Linked DNA regions of Triticum aestivum: region 2 is linked to region 1. A link is a contact called in public Hi-C data. All regions are on one chromosome and are shown on one strand. The core of a region is the stretch at or near the end of the contact, and the rest is flanking DNA. Distances in the headings are between cores, read along the strand shown. Region 1 holds the start of LOC123080947 (wall-associated receptor kinase 5). Region 2 holds the start of LOC123080949 (wall-associated receptor kinase-like 3).

Region 1 (6,035 bases), core at 133-2,632:
ACCAGCGGACCACAGAGGACCAACCAAACGAGCACCAAGCCGGCAGTGGCAGCACGGAGCACGGGGCGCGAGCTGTCGAACGAAGGCGCACACCGATGGAGAAGACCGAAGAAGGCATCACTATGCACCGGGCGAAGCCGAGCAGGAAGTCGCAGGAAGACCAGGACGTCATGCTTCGGAGCCAAGCCACCAGCCGCTCCACCCCCAAGAGCACATCCCGGTCGCCGCCTTCAAGAAGGATCACGGCACCAAGGTGTCGTCGACGCCCAGATCAGGGGAGTGCCGACTTTCGCCGGAGCTTAGGGGGGAGGCGAATGGGAGAGGAGCCACCCCAAAGCCTCCAAGAAGGGGATCGGCGCCAAAGGCGTCGACTTTGGGGGGGCCGCCGCGCCGGCCAAGGGTTTCCCCCGGATCCTCGCCCAACCGCCAGATCCGGCCAGCAATCACCAAGAAACGTCGACCGCAGCCGCCGGGGACCAACACAGGCACGGATCAGAGCAGATCGGGCGGTGCCGAAGCTTCTCCAAGGTGGACCGGCGGCCAGCGAGGCGCCACTGCAGCACCGACGTCCACGACCACCACCTGCCCACGCAGCCGTGGAGGCCGCCCACCAGCACCCGCCGGCGCCGCCCGCCGCCCAGGCCACGCCGCACGCCACCGGTCGGGGCCGCCGCCCCGGGAGCCGCAGCCCTCCACCCATGGAGGAGGCGCCAGATCCCCCGCCGCCACCTTCATCGGGGCCGCGCGCGAGCGCCGCGAGCCCCTCTGGCAGCGGCGGAGGGGAGGGAGCGCGAGCGGCGGCGCTAGGGTTGCCCCCGAGTCGCCTCAGAGGAGACGACGCGGGGGGGGGGGGGGGGGGGGGGCCTGGGCGATGGTTTTCGTGCACGACTCGTTGGTACTATATGGTTATGGTTGATTTACTCTCTGCAGAATGTTTCACTTTACTAGTCTGCCCTCGGTTGCAGCTTAAAGAAACACCGCCTACAATTCGGGATGGGGTTCAGGTACCGTAGCCAGATCGGTTGGAAGCGATCAGTTAGCTTATCCTCACTAGGTGTGGCTAAAGATTGGCAGCCTGCTGTCACTGTCCATGAGCAGGACAGCGTTCACTGTCTATCTCTGCATCACGAACCACAAGCCAAATAGCCAATAATGCAAAGAGGTTTATTCTGAACTGAAATGAGCCATTTGGCAAAGACTTGTCAACACCCTCTTCGATGGGATAGAATATCCTGCACATCAAGAAGGCTCTGCGGCAGCAACGCCACAAGAAAGTAGTGGTGCACTATAATGTGGCCAAATCAACCACATCAATGTCCTCTGGAGTCCAGGTGCTTACTTGTCTTGTTTTGTGCCATGTCTTCTTACTTGGGTCTTGTGTCTCCATAAATTTGCAGCACCAAGCCAGTCACGAAAGTGCTACATACAAGAGAAGGCCTTCCAGCTGAGACGTTCACCACACTGTTAAGTCCCCAGCCTGAACTGAATTTCAAGTGAAGTTGGGAGCCGCACAAGGTGTGTGTCATGGGCATCTTACTGATGATATATGCATCACTTTCTCTTTTGCTACTTGGGTCACTAGGAAACCTAACAGCGTTAGCATCTGGAGTTGTAACAAGCCACAACCCCGAAGGGAATTGGGCGCATCCATCACTTGCCATGCTTGATGGTTGCCTGAAGACATGCGGCGATCTGAGCTTCGACTACCCCTTTGGCATTGGATCCAGGTGCTCCCGGGGGCCTGATTTCAATCTCACTTGCGACGACACAGCTCAGTCCCCCAGACTTTTCTTGCGTGACGGCATCACCGAAGTAATTGACAACATCGTCGTTGCTAGCGATGGAGATTACTACGACAATGATTATGGAATCATTACCTCCTTTTGGCATACTATCCCCATGAAGTCTGGTGTCCATGTCTACTACTTGTCTTTCCAACCGCCTGGTAGATCCTTCAGCCGTGGGGAAACCATTCTGAACATCACTGGTTGCGATCTGGATGTGTATTGGGTCAACAATAACACACACAGAACAACATGGGTCTGTGGAACTGTGTGTCCGGACCAAGCAATCACAGAGACCATGTCGAGGCTCAACTGCAGTGGCATCGGATGTTGCAGTTTTCCTGTCACAGGTCTGCTTCCTGATGCTTTTCAGCTCAAATTTGTCCACCACCACAACAAAACTAGCACCGCAACACCCTCTAACCAGACCTCTATGCTGTGGGACAGAATCAGCATAAGTGACGATGAGACCGCAGTTTGGTGGAACATAGTTGGTCAACCCAACTGTGCTAGCACCGTGCAAAACAGGTCAACGTATGCCTGTATCAGCAGGCATTCATTGTGCCGCGATGAAAGTGTGACATCAAACAACGGCTACAACTGCATCTGTAATGCTGGCTATGCAGGCAGCCCCTTCCTTCAAGATGGCTGTTCCAGAGATGAAGGTACTTTTTTTTTCCTTAATCAAGCAACAAAATATACAGCTGTGATTAGATGTTTTGGATATTAGAACTTGAATAAATACTAACCTCCTCCTACTGATCACACTAGGGTATAATCCAATTCCGAGCAGAGCTAATTGTACCCGTTGGTGTGGTAACATTAGTGTGCCATACCCATTCGGCTTAGAAGAGGGTTGCTTTGCCAGGGAACAATTCCAACTTAACTGTGCAAATATGGCATCATCAACTGTCCTCATGTTTGAGTTTGACCAGGTAATGAGCCTGAATGTTGACGAAGGGACCATTAAGTCCATCGGGTCTGACCAACAAGGTGCATCATTTTACCACATATTTAGCAGGCGTGCTCTTTTTGTTGGATATGGCTACTTCTATTCAATGCAGTGGGTTGCAGCTAATCTAAGTTGCATAGAGGCCCAACAGAATATATCTGGTTATGCTTGTGTAAGCACCAACAGCAAGTGTGTAGCAGTAGAGGCTAAAATTGACTATGGTGAATTGAGCTATATTGGGTACCGCTGTAAATGCTCAGATGGCTTCCGAGGAAATCCATACACCCAAAGTGGTTGTCAAGGTGTCCCTCCCTCAGCTAAGAGCTCTTAGCAGTTAAATTTAATAGCTTTCATGCTGTGTATGTTGTCCAAGTGGTTATTACGTTGTGAAGAATGTCATATGCATATGTCATCTTCTTTACTTTTGATAAGAATAAGTATATGGCTAAATGTCATCTTATTAATGCCTCTGGTAGATCTCATCAGCAGGCCATGCCATATTAAGTTTTTTTCTCTCTAGTTAAGTCAAATGCATTACTCTTGTTACTTTTTTTTAGAAAAGGATTACTCTTGTTACTTATAGAGCATATTTTGACATTGCACAAAGACTAAGGTGGTAATAAAATTGTAAGGAAAATAAAATACACAATGGATCCCTAAACTTGAAACATAATTTTAATAAACCTGAAATTCATGTCACTTAGGTCATGCTCACTTTTAATGCAGCTAAACGCCAACTTGACACTGGAATAACTGTACTATAGTCATGGTTTGTTATTGTGTGACTGTAAATTGCTTAAATTGATGAGCCACCTAGTTTTTGAATAACGAAATGATCATTAGTTTCCCTTTAAAGCACATTATGCAGAACCAATAGTTTTGGAAATACACTGGAAGTCTGTATTATATCAATAACATTAACTATTTATATATCACTAAAGAAACGTGATGCCACTATTAGCTATTACATTTGTTTTTCTGCACCCGTTATTCGTTATTAGTTATTACAGTTTTTTCACCCTCTACCCCAGTTTAAACGCTTTGGAAGAGGTAAAGTGATCGTAGTATATCATTTTGACAAGGTATATTCTCGTTAAATCATTTTTACATCTGTGCTTTCTTTATTTGTGAACATGGTGAGTTGATGTGGACACATAGAGAGAAAAAGAGTGAGTACATCTCAACTTTCCCAAGAGAGTTGTACACAAATATTAGGTGTGTGCTAATTTTAAAAACATATGGTGCCTTGAACATACACCCAAAACTGCTTCTCTAGTTTCTGTCTGATTAGTACCATTTCTGTAGGTTTCTTTTATTGGATAACATGCTGTATTCCATGTTAACTGGATGATCTATTGCGTTCTATGTTATGTAATATACTAATATGTATACCCTATATTTGTTTATTGGCGCAACTTAGCAAGATCTTGTTAATTTCAGATATTGATGAATGCCTTCAACCAAACATTTGTAAGGGGATCTGCCATAATATTGAAGGAAGCTTCTATTGTACTGAATGTCCTCACAAGACTGAGTACGATCTACACAAAATGCAGTGTACAACAACGAAACAACATACTCTGCTTTCAGGTAACAGTAAATTATAGTTATATCTCATAAAAAAGGATAGAAAGAAACTTAAAGAGCTTAATGCCTTCAGGTATTATCATTGGGTTATCTGGTGGCTTCGGCATTCTAGCTCTGAGTTTTGGTACAGTATTTCTCATTCGTGTATGGAAAAGAAATATTCAGCAACAACTACGGAAGAATTATTTTCGGAAGAACCAAGGTCTTCTACTAGAAACATTGATATCATCTGATGAAAGTGCAAATGACAAAACAAAGATTTTCTCGTTAGAAGAGCTAGAAAAGGCAACAGACAACTTTGATAGGGCCCGCATTATTGGCTGTGGGGGCCATGGCATGGTTTACAAAGGCATGTTATCTGATCAACGTGTAGTTGCAATAAAAAAATCTAAGGTCATTGAAAAGGCTGAGATCACTCAATTCATCAATGAGGTCGTTATCCTCTCACAAGTAAATCATAGAAATATTGTGAAGCTCTTCGGGTGTTGTCTGGAAACTGAGGTTCCACTGCTTGTGTACGAATATATATCTTGTGGCTCACTGTCTAAAGTTCTCCATGCTGACTCAAGCAATAGTTTTTCTTTGTCCTGGGATGATTACGTAAGGATTGCCTTGGAAACAGCAGGAGCACTATCTTATCTCCACTCAGCGGCTTCTAAAAAAAAACTGTAAAGCGCCACACATCCAAAGATTTCAACCTAGAAAATAATTAAGCCAACAAAATGTTATTTATGTAATACAAAGTGGTGCCATTGGACGTTAGTTTTGGATACAAATCCAATGGTATCAGTGTTAGTAAAACTTGACTCTTGAGATGTTTTACGCTTTGGAATGGTGACATAGAAAATTCTAATTAATGGATAATGAAAGTTATCTTATATGCACAACATGCATGCAACGGAACCCAAGAACCATCCACAAAGTAGATGGCATATGAAATTGAAATGATTATATACATTATGCGCGATGCACACGTGTGTGCATGTGTGTGAGAGATAGAGGATACCTCGACAGCCATTTTGGATGTATGGGTTTCCTTTGAAGCCGTCTGTGCATTTACAACGGTAACCGACATAGGTGTCTTCTTTAGGAGCTTCAAAAAAGCTATAGTCATATGTAGCATTTACTTCTAAACACCTGCTGTTGATACTCACACAAGCATATCCAGATATATTATGTTGGGCTTCTAGGCAACTTAGATTGGCAGCAACCCACCGCAGAGAGGAGAACAACTCATATCCCACAAAAAGAATGCGTCCTCCAGATGTGTCACTTAGTGGTCCACGGGTAGGGCCGTTGTACTCAATGGTCCCTTTTTCAATATTCATGCCGGTCACCTCAAAATCCTCCAGCAGTAGAACAGCCGATGACGTTGTATTTGTGCAGTTGAGGTGAAACTCTTCCCGGGCAAAGCAACCCTCTTCTATGCCAAACGGGAATTCCACAGTAATGTTACCACACCGACGTGTACAGTCAGCCCTACTCGGAATTGGATTATACCCTAGTTTGAGCGGTAAAAGGTTAGCATGTATTCAGGTTTTATCTAAAGAAGTTGTAAGTTTACTTGCTTGATCAATATAATAGTTACCTTTGTCGTTGGAGCAGCCATCCGGAGTGAAGGGGTTGCGTGCATAGCCGTCGTCATTGCAGATGCAGGCGTAGCCCTCTCCAGTATCGTAGCAGTCAGAGTTCTTGCTGACACAGGCGTATGC
Region 2 (6,980 bases), core at 1,793-4,292, 250 kb after region 1:
CTTGCTGAGGTCTTCCTGCGGCACGGTGTACGAGGTCACGGTCATGGTCATCTTCTTCGGATTGTATCGAGTACACCACTGCCAGATCCACATGGGCATGTACGAGGGTCATCATGTGCTCTCACATGTCACCGAAGCACACACCACATCCACACGAACCCTTGGTGATAAGTTTAGCTTGGATGCAAGGTCCCAGTGGAGCAAACCCTCATAAGAGAGGAGAGATGAAATGGGCGCTTAGAGCAAACTCCAACGCGCCGACTCAAATGGACGACGATTTTGTCCACTTTTTGTCTGTTTGGGTCGGCCCGGCGGACACCCATGTCCGCTTGTGCCTTTGGGTCGGCGCATACGCCCAACTATGGCCCAACCCATTTTATGGTGGCGCGCAGAAAAAAAAGAATACAAACATTTCAAAAATAAAAACAAACATTAATTAAACATTAAAGTTGTCCAGGAAGGCAGGCCAGAGTCCACGCATCCACATTTACATTAATTAAATATTAAAAAAGTAAAACTACGAGGCGGCGCGCTGCCCTAGGCGTCCTTGTCGTCGACATCGGGACCGGTGAGGTCGATGAGCGTTGGCGCAGGCCCGACCCAGGGGTAAGCCATGTTCCAAGAGACGATGATGTCGGCTGCGAGCTGTGGCGCTGCAGCCTCGGCCTGGCGCGCCTCCTCCTCCGCCTCACGCTGCTCTGCCTCGGCGTCGCGCACGAGCTACTCGAGATACTCGCCGTCGCGGCGCTCCTCGGCCAGCCGTCGCTGGCGGCAGTACTCGAGGTACGTCGCCTCCTGCGCCTCAGTCGCCCCGTACCAGGCCGGCGGGGCGCTCACCCACTTGCGCCCTACTGCGGTACAAGAGTAGCGCTCGATGGGGGTCGACTCTGGCTTAGCCTTCACTGGGGACGGAGGGGCCACCGACGGCACGACGCAGTCGCCGGCCGCGGATAGCGCTATGGCCACCTGGTACGCCTCCTCCTCCTCCTCCTCGTCCGCCGCTCGTCCTCCTTGCTCTCTCGGAGGACAACTGCCATGGCCTAGGCGGCCTCTGCCTCCCGGTCCTCGTCGCGGACGACGATGGGCGGCGGCGGCGAGCTACGCGTGATTCACGGACGTTGTGTCACCTGGCCTTCTCGTGCTCGAAGGCGAATCAACGCGCCCAATAGGATGAGTCGACGTTGTACGTGGAGTCGCTGCGCTGCTCCGGCGTCAGCAGCACCCGCCGGCGCCACATCTCCTTCGCGTGCGCTCGTGCCGACCGCGGCGCCGCCGACACTGGGATCCTTTCCGGATCCAAATGCCAATCGTTCGGCAGGGTGACGTCGGGGTAGGGGAGAGGGACGTGGTGCTGCCAGTGCCACTCCGCCTGGTGCACTGGCACGTTCACGCGCTGCCTCGGCCGGCGAGAAGGCGCCGGCGAAGGTGGGCCGAGGCGGGGAAGAGGGGTTGCAGGGGCCTTGCCCTTGGCTTAGCGGTTGCTGTTAGTGTTGCATGAGAAGAACACCTCGCTGTGGTGGCTAGGGTTGCCGCCGACGGGGAGCAGACGGTGGCGAGATGGGGACAGGTGGCTTTCTGGAAGCGGATGAGGACTCCCCCCCCCCCCCCCCGCATGCTCGGCTTAAAAAAGGCTGACCGCCGTCGTTGACGCATGGGCCCGAGGTCATAAATTAAGCTGACCACACTGGGCGCGGGTAGTTGGACGGACGCCACTTGGGGACGCCGCCATAGTATTAAACTCGGTACCGCTTAATGTCCATTTTAGGAGATCCCTAGTAGAAGAACATTGGGATACTTGTTTGCAACTGGTCCGTAGGTTGATGGACGTTCAACTATCAGATCAAGCTCATACAATTCGCTGGAAGTTAGCTTCGAGGGGAGCCTTCTCAGTGAATTCTATGTATCTGGACTTAATTGGTACCGGGCCATTGTCGAGGTCATTGCACTTTTGGAAGATTAAAGTTCCACTTTGAATTAAAAAATTTATATGGTTCGTTAACAAAGGAGTTATTCTCACCAAAGATAATCTGAAAAAAAGGAACTGGGTAGGTAATTTTAGATGCTGCTTTTGTGATCAAAATGAATCTTAAACACCTCTTTCTTAAATGTCCACTTGCGAAATTATTATTGCAATCGATACATATTGATTTTAACATACATCCTCCAATGAGCATAAACACGTTATTTGGGACGTGGCTTAATGGAGTGGAGAGTCACATAGCCAAACATATTTGGACAGGGATATGTGCTTTATTTTGAGCTATATGGAATTACTATGAATGATTTGATTTTTAATGGAGCAAATTTCACTAATTTTTTGCAGATTATTTATAAAGCTACAACTTGGATCCGTATGTAGTCGTTACTCACTCATGCGGGCTTCAGGGAGCTTTTGGCCATTAGATGCAACCGTTAGGAGATGGTAGCATGGGCTATCTTCAATCGATTTGGATGGCGAGCTAATAATAGGCTAGGTGTGTAGGCATCGTAGTCTATTTCTTATCATCGAATATGGCACTTTTCCGTTTGTGTTTTGTTTTAAGGTCGGACTATGAGCTTTGCGGGACCTTGAGACTTTGTTACGCTTTTATTTAATAATATGGCTGCATCTATCGATTGAAGCAGAGGCCGGAGGTTATCCTCCTTAAAAAAAAGGTATCAGTGGAGCTGGAGACCGAAGATGTCATTCCCAACCAGTTGAATTTCTTGTGAGGTTCGCCACTTACATGATGCAAGTCTGCATGTTCATTTGTTTTCTCTCTTTTTGCAGAGCAAACCTTTGGAAACCCACAAAATCCGCACATGAAATGTGTAACGTGGTTTTGTTAGGAATGGGCATAGACTGGCCCTGGACCGACTTGCTGAGTTCTTCCTGCGGCACGCAGTACGAGGTCATGGTCATCTTCTTCACATTGTATTGAGCACACCACTGCCAGATCCACATGGGCATGTACAGACGGTCCTAATCATCGGCTTTCACATGCCATCAAGGAACACCACATCCCCATCCACACGAATCCTCTTCCAGTCTTCCTTGGGTCAACTGTAAGCCCCTTTAGTGGACCGACCTGCTAAGGTCATGGTCCTGGTCTTCTCCTTCACATCCCATCAAGGTACACCACTGCCACATCCACATCCACATCCACATGGGCAGCATGATTGATCATCTGCTTTCACATGCCATCCAAGCACACAGCATCCAAATCCACATTCACACGAATCCTCTTCCGGTCATCCTTGGGTCAACTGTAAGTTTGTAACCATTGCTATATATATGCAGCAAAGGATACCTAGAAGAGAAGGCACCGCTGCCTGACCTGAATTTTTCTAGTGCAGGGTGTAGTGTAGAACTCTAGATTGATCATGGAAATCTTCCCGTTGATGCTTTCTCTATTGGTGCTCGGGTCACTGGGAAAGCTAACAACTCTGGCATCCGGAGTTGTAACAGGCCAGCAGAACCCAGAGGGGAACTGGGCGCAACCATCCCGTGCCGGTGGCACGCTCCATGGCTGCCCGACGAGCTGCGGCAGTGTCAGCTTCGGCTATCCCTTTGGCATCGGATCCAGGTGCTCCCGTGGACCTGACTTCAACCTCATTTGCAACAACACCAGTCAGCCCCCCAGGCTCTTCTTGTGCGACGGCATCACCGAGGTGATCGAATCTGCAGATTATCCTCTTTTCAGTTCAAACTTTATCTATGCCTTCTTCTCGCATACCATCGCCATGAAATCTGGTGTCAGTGTCTACAACTTGTCTTTGAAACCGCCGGGGAGGTCCTTCCATCTTTCTGACATTGCTCTAAACATCACCGGCTGCGACCTGGATGTGTACTCTGTCAGAGAGGATGGCGTCCAGTTCATATGTGGAACTGTGTGCCCGAACCCAGAAATGACAGAGATGGTGGCTATGAAAAAATGTAATGGCTTTGGATGCTGCCGTGTTGACGTGGAAAGCTATGCCAGCACTTATCAGTTCAAATTAGACCACAACAGAAAAAACAGCAGCACGAGCTCTAATCAGACCTCTCAGTTCTGGGATAAAATTAGGGTAAGTAGTGCTCATGTCTTACAGCTCACATGGAAAATTCAGGATCAACCCACCTGTGCTGCGTGTGTCAGCGAGCATGCCGAGTGCAGCCACAGCGATCCACAAGATGTATACGGTGCACCGACAACAACAAGTGGCTACTACTGCACCTGCCATGACGGCTATTCAGGCAACCCCTACATTCTACATGGCTGCTCCAGCAATGATAAAGGTAACTTTTGTTTCCCTTCCACCTAATGAAGTGACCAGCGCACAGCTGCTGTTAGGCATTTTGTGCATCGTTACATATGCTAACTCTTTACTGATCAATTTAGGGTATAATCCAATTCCGAGCAGGGCTAACTGTACCCGCTGGTGTGGTAAAATTAATGTGGAATTCCCATTCGGCCTCGAAGAGGGTTGCTTTGCCAGGGATGAGTTTCACCTCCACTGCACAAATATGACATCATCGGCTGCCTTGTTCACGCGGGAGAAGCAACAGGTCATTCCCTTTCAAATAAAAAAGAAGGAACAGGTCATTGACATAAATGTCAACGAAGGGACCTTCAATGTCACCGTTGCTGCTCATCTAAGTGTCTACAATGGGACCTTCCGCCCCTACTCTATTCCCCTGCCTCCATGGCTTCAACAGGATCAACAGAGTCATATTTGGGCATATGGGTATTTTTTATTTTATAAATTCGTGGCTGCTCATCTAAGTTGCGCAGAGGCCCAACAGAATAGGTCTGGATATGCTTGTGTGAGTACCTACAGCAAGTGTGTGGAAGTAAGCGATGAAGCGATGACTAGTTACCGCTGCAGATGCTTTGATGGCTTCCAAGGAAATCCGTACATCCAAAATGGTTGTCAAGGTACTCCCTCCCTCCCTCTCTCTAGGTTACAAATGATACTTGACCCCTATAGTTGCAGAAAAATGTACTGTTAGCTACTCCCTCCGTCCCGTAATATAAGAGGGTTTCTGACACTAGTGTCTTATAACTTCCCACAAGAAAGTTGTACATATGTATTAAACGGCATGTTTTATGAAAGTAACTGCATGTTACTATTAGATAATGATTTTTGCGCCACTTCTAATATCATTTTTGCGCCACTTCTAAATATATAAATCAAACATGGGCAATATCAAATTTCAGATTGTAGATTAGTCATGACATATATTTTCGTTGTACATAATTATTTCTGTTAGAGACAACGTACTTTTTCTGAAATATATATTACAATGTTACTATTGAGACCATGGCGACGTCCTAAATTAACTGTAAATCAGAGGGACGTATATATTTTTCAACGCATCTTATTAAGATTTGTTAATTTTCAGACATTGATGAATGCCTTCAACCGAACAAATGTAAAGGGATCTGCCATAATACCAATGGAAGCTTCAGTTGTACTGCCTGTCCTCACAAGACTGAGTATGATCCGTTAAAAATGCAGTGTACTAAGATAAAACAAGAGCCTCTGCTCTTAGGTAAGACTATATTATTGTTACATTTATGGTAGAAAGCACAAAACAGCAAACTTAAGAGCATAATGTCTGCAGGTATAATTATTGGGCTGTCCTGTGGTTTCGGCGTTCTACTTCTGAGCTTCAGTGCAGTACTTTTCACTCGTAGGTGGAAAAAGATTGTTCAGAAGCAACTAAGGACGAACTACTTCCGAAAGAACCAAGGTCTTCTCCTAGAAACATTGATATCATCTGATGAAACTGCAAATGAGAATACAAAGATTTTCTCGTTACAAGAGCTAGAGAAGGCAACAAACAACTTTGATCCTACACGTATCATCGGACGTGGGGGGCATGGCATGGTTTACAAAGGCATATTGTCTGATCAGCGTGTCGTTGCAGTAAAAAAGTCCAAGGTCATTGAGCAATCTGAGATCAGTCAATTCATCAATGAGGTTGCAGTCCTCACTCAGATAAAGCACAGAAATATTGTGAAGCTCTTTGGATGTTGTCTCGAAACTGAGGTTCCACTGCTGGTGTATGATTATGTATCCAGTGGCTCACTGTCAGAAGTTCTTCATGCAGATGAAAGTGATGGTTTTTCTTTGTCTTGGGGTGATTACTTAAGGATTGCTCTCGAAACAGCAGGAGCTTTATCTTATCTCCACTCTTCAGCTTCAATATCAATCTTCCACCGTGACGTGAAATCCTCAAATATACTATTGGATGTGAACTACACGGCTAAAGTTTCAGACTTTGGCGCTTCAAGATTGGTTCCAATTGATCAAACACACATCGTTACAAATGTGCAAGGTACATTTGGTTACTTAGATCCAGAGTATTTCCGTACCAGGCATCTGAACGGAAAGAGCGACGTCTACAGCTTTGGTGTGGTACTAGTGGAGTTGCTTCTGAAAATGAAGCCTGTCTTTACAAGTGAATCAGGCACAATCAAGAGCTTGACAAACTATTTTCTTGAGGAGTTCAATGAGGGAAGAATCACAGGCATTGTTAACTCCCAGGTCCTTGAGGAAGCAACCGAGGAAGAGATCAACAGTATCGCCTCTCTTGCAGAACGGTGCTTGAGGCTGTGTGGTGAAGACAGACCCACAATGAAAGAGGTGGAGACAGAGCTACAGACTCTACGAGCAAATCGTGTGACCTTATGTCAAGAAGATCCAAGAAACGAAGAACAGATGCAACCAAGGTTGCCAACTCGGCCAGGAGACAGCCAAAGGCGATATAGCTTGGAGATAGAGTTCATGTCATCTGCTAGCCTGCCACGCTAGATGAGTCTGTTGAGTTCATAATAATGGATACTTTGTTTTCTCTTTTTGTGAACTAATGCTAGGTTTCGTATTATGTGATAATTTGATTGGTATTGTAATAACTCAGTTGTGTCCAGATAATTTCAGGCACTATGATTAAATCAGTTTCAAGTTTGGAATTATATATGCTAGTTTATACATGTAATCCTTATTTTTATTAC

Evidence for each region. A called contact is a pair of places that touch in the nucleus more often than the background predicts.
Region 2: a contact with region 1 is called in a Hi-C map of leaf, with 3 times the contacts expected there. The contact joins the promoter of LOC123080949 here to the promoter of LOC123080947 in region 1. A contact is called at or near these places in 2 of 5 Hi-C or Micro-C datasets (both in leaf).

Annotation. Positions count from the first base shown.
Region 1 is chr3D:609,796,891-609,802,925 of IWGSC CS RefSeq v2.1, forward strand. It overlaps LOC123080947 (wall-associated receptor kinase 5), which reads left to right and starts at 1,383. Exons shown (of 4, transcript XM_044503897.1): 1 at 1,383-2,449; 2 at 2,556-2,719; 3 at 4,177-4,326; 4 at 4,397-4,811. The coding sequence starts at 1,525. The coding sequence ends at 4,435.
Region 2 is chr3D:610,041,465-610,048,444 of IWGSC CS RefSeq v2.1, forward strand. LOC123080949 (wall-associated receptor kinase-like 3) reads left to right here and starts at 3,043. Exons shown (of 4, transcript XM_044503898.1): 1 at 3,043-4,258; 2 at 4,362-4,898; 3 at 5,366-5,515; 4 at 5,588-6,980. The coding sequence starts at 3,364. The coding sequence ends at 6,780.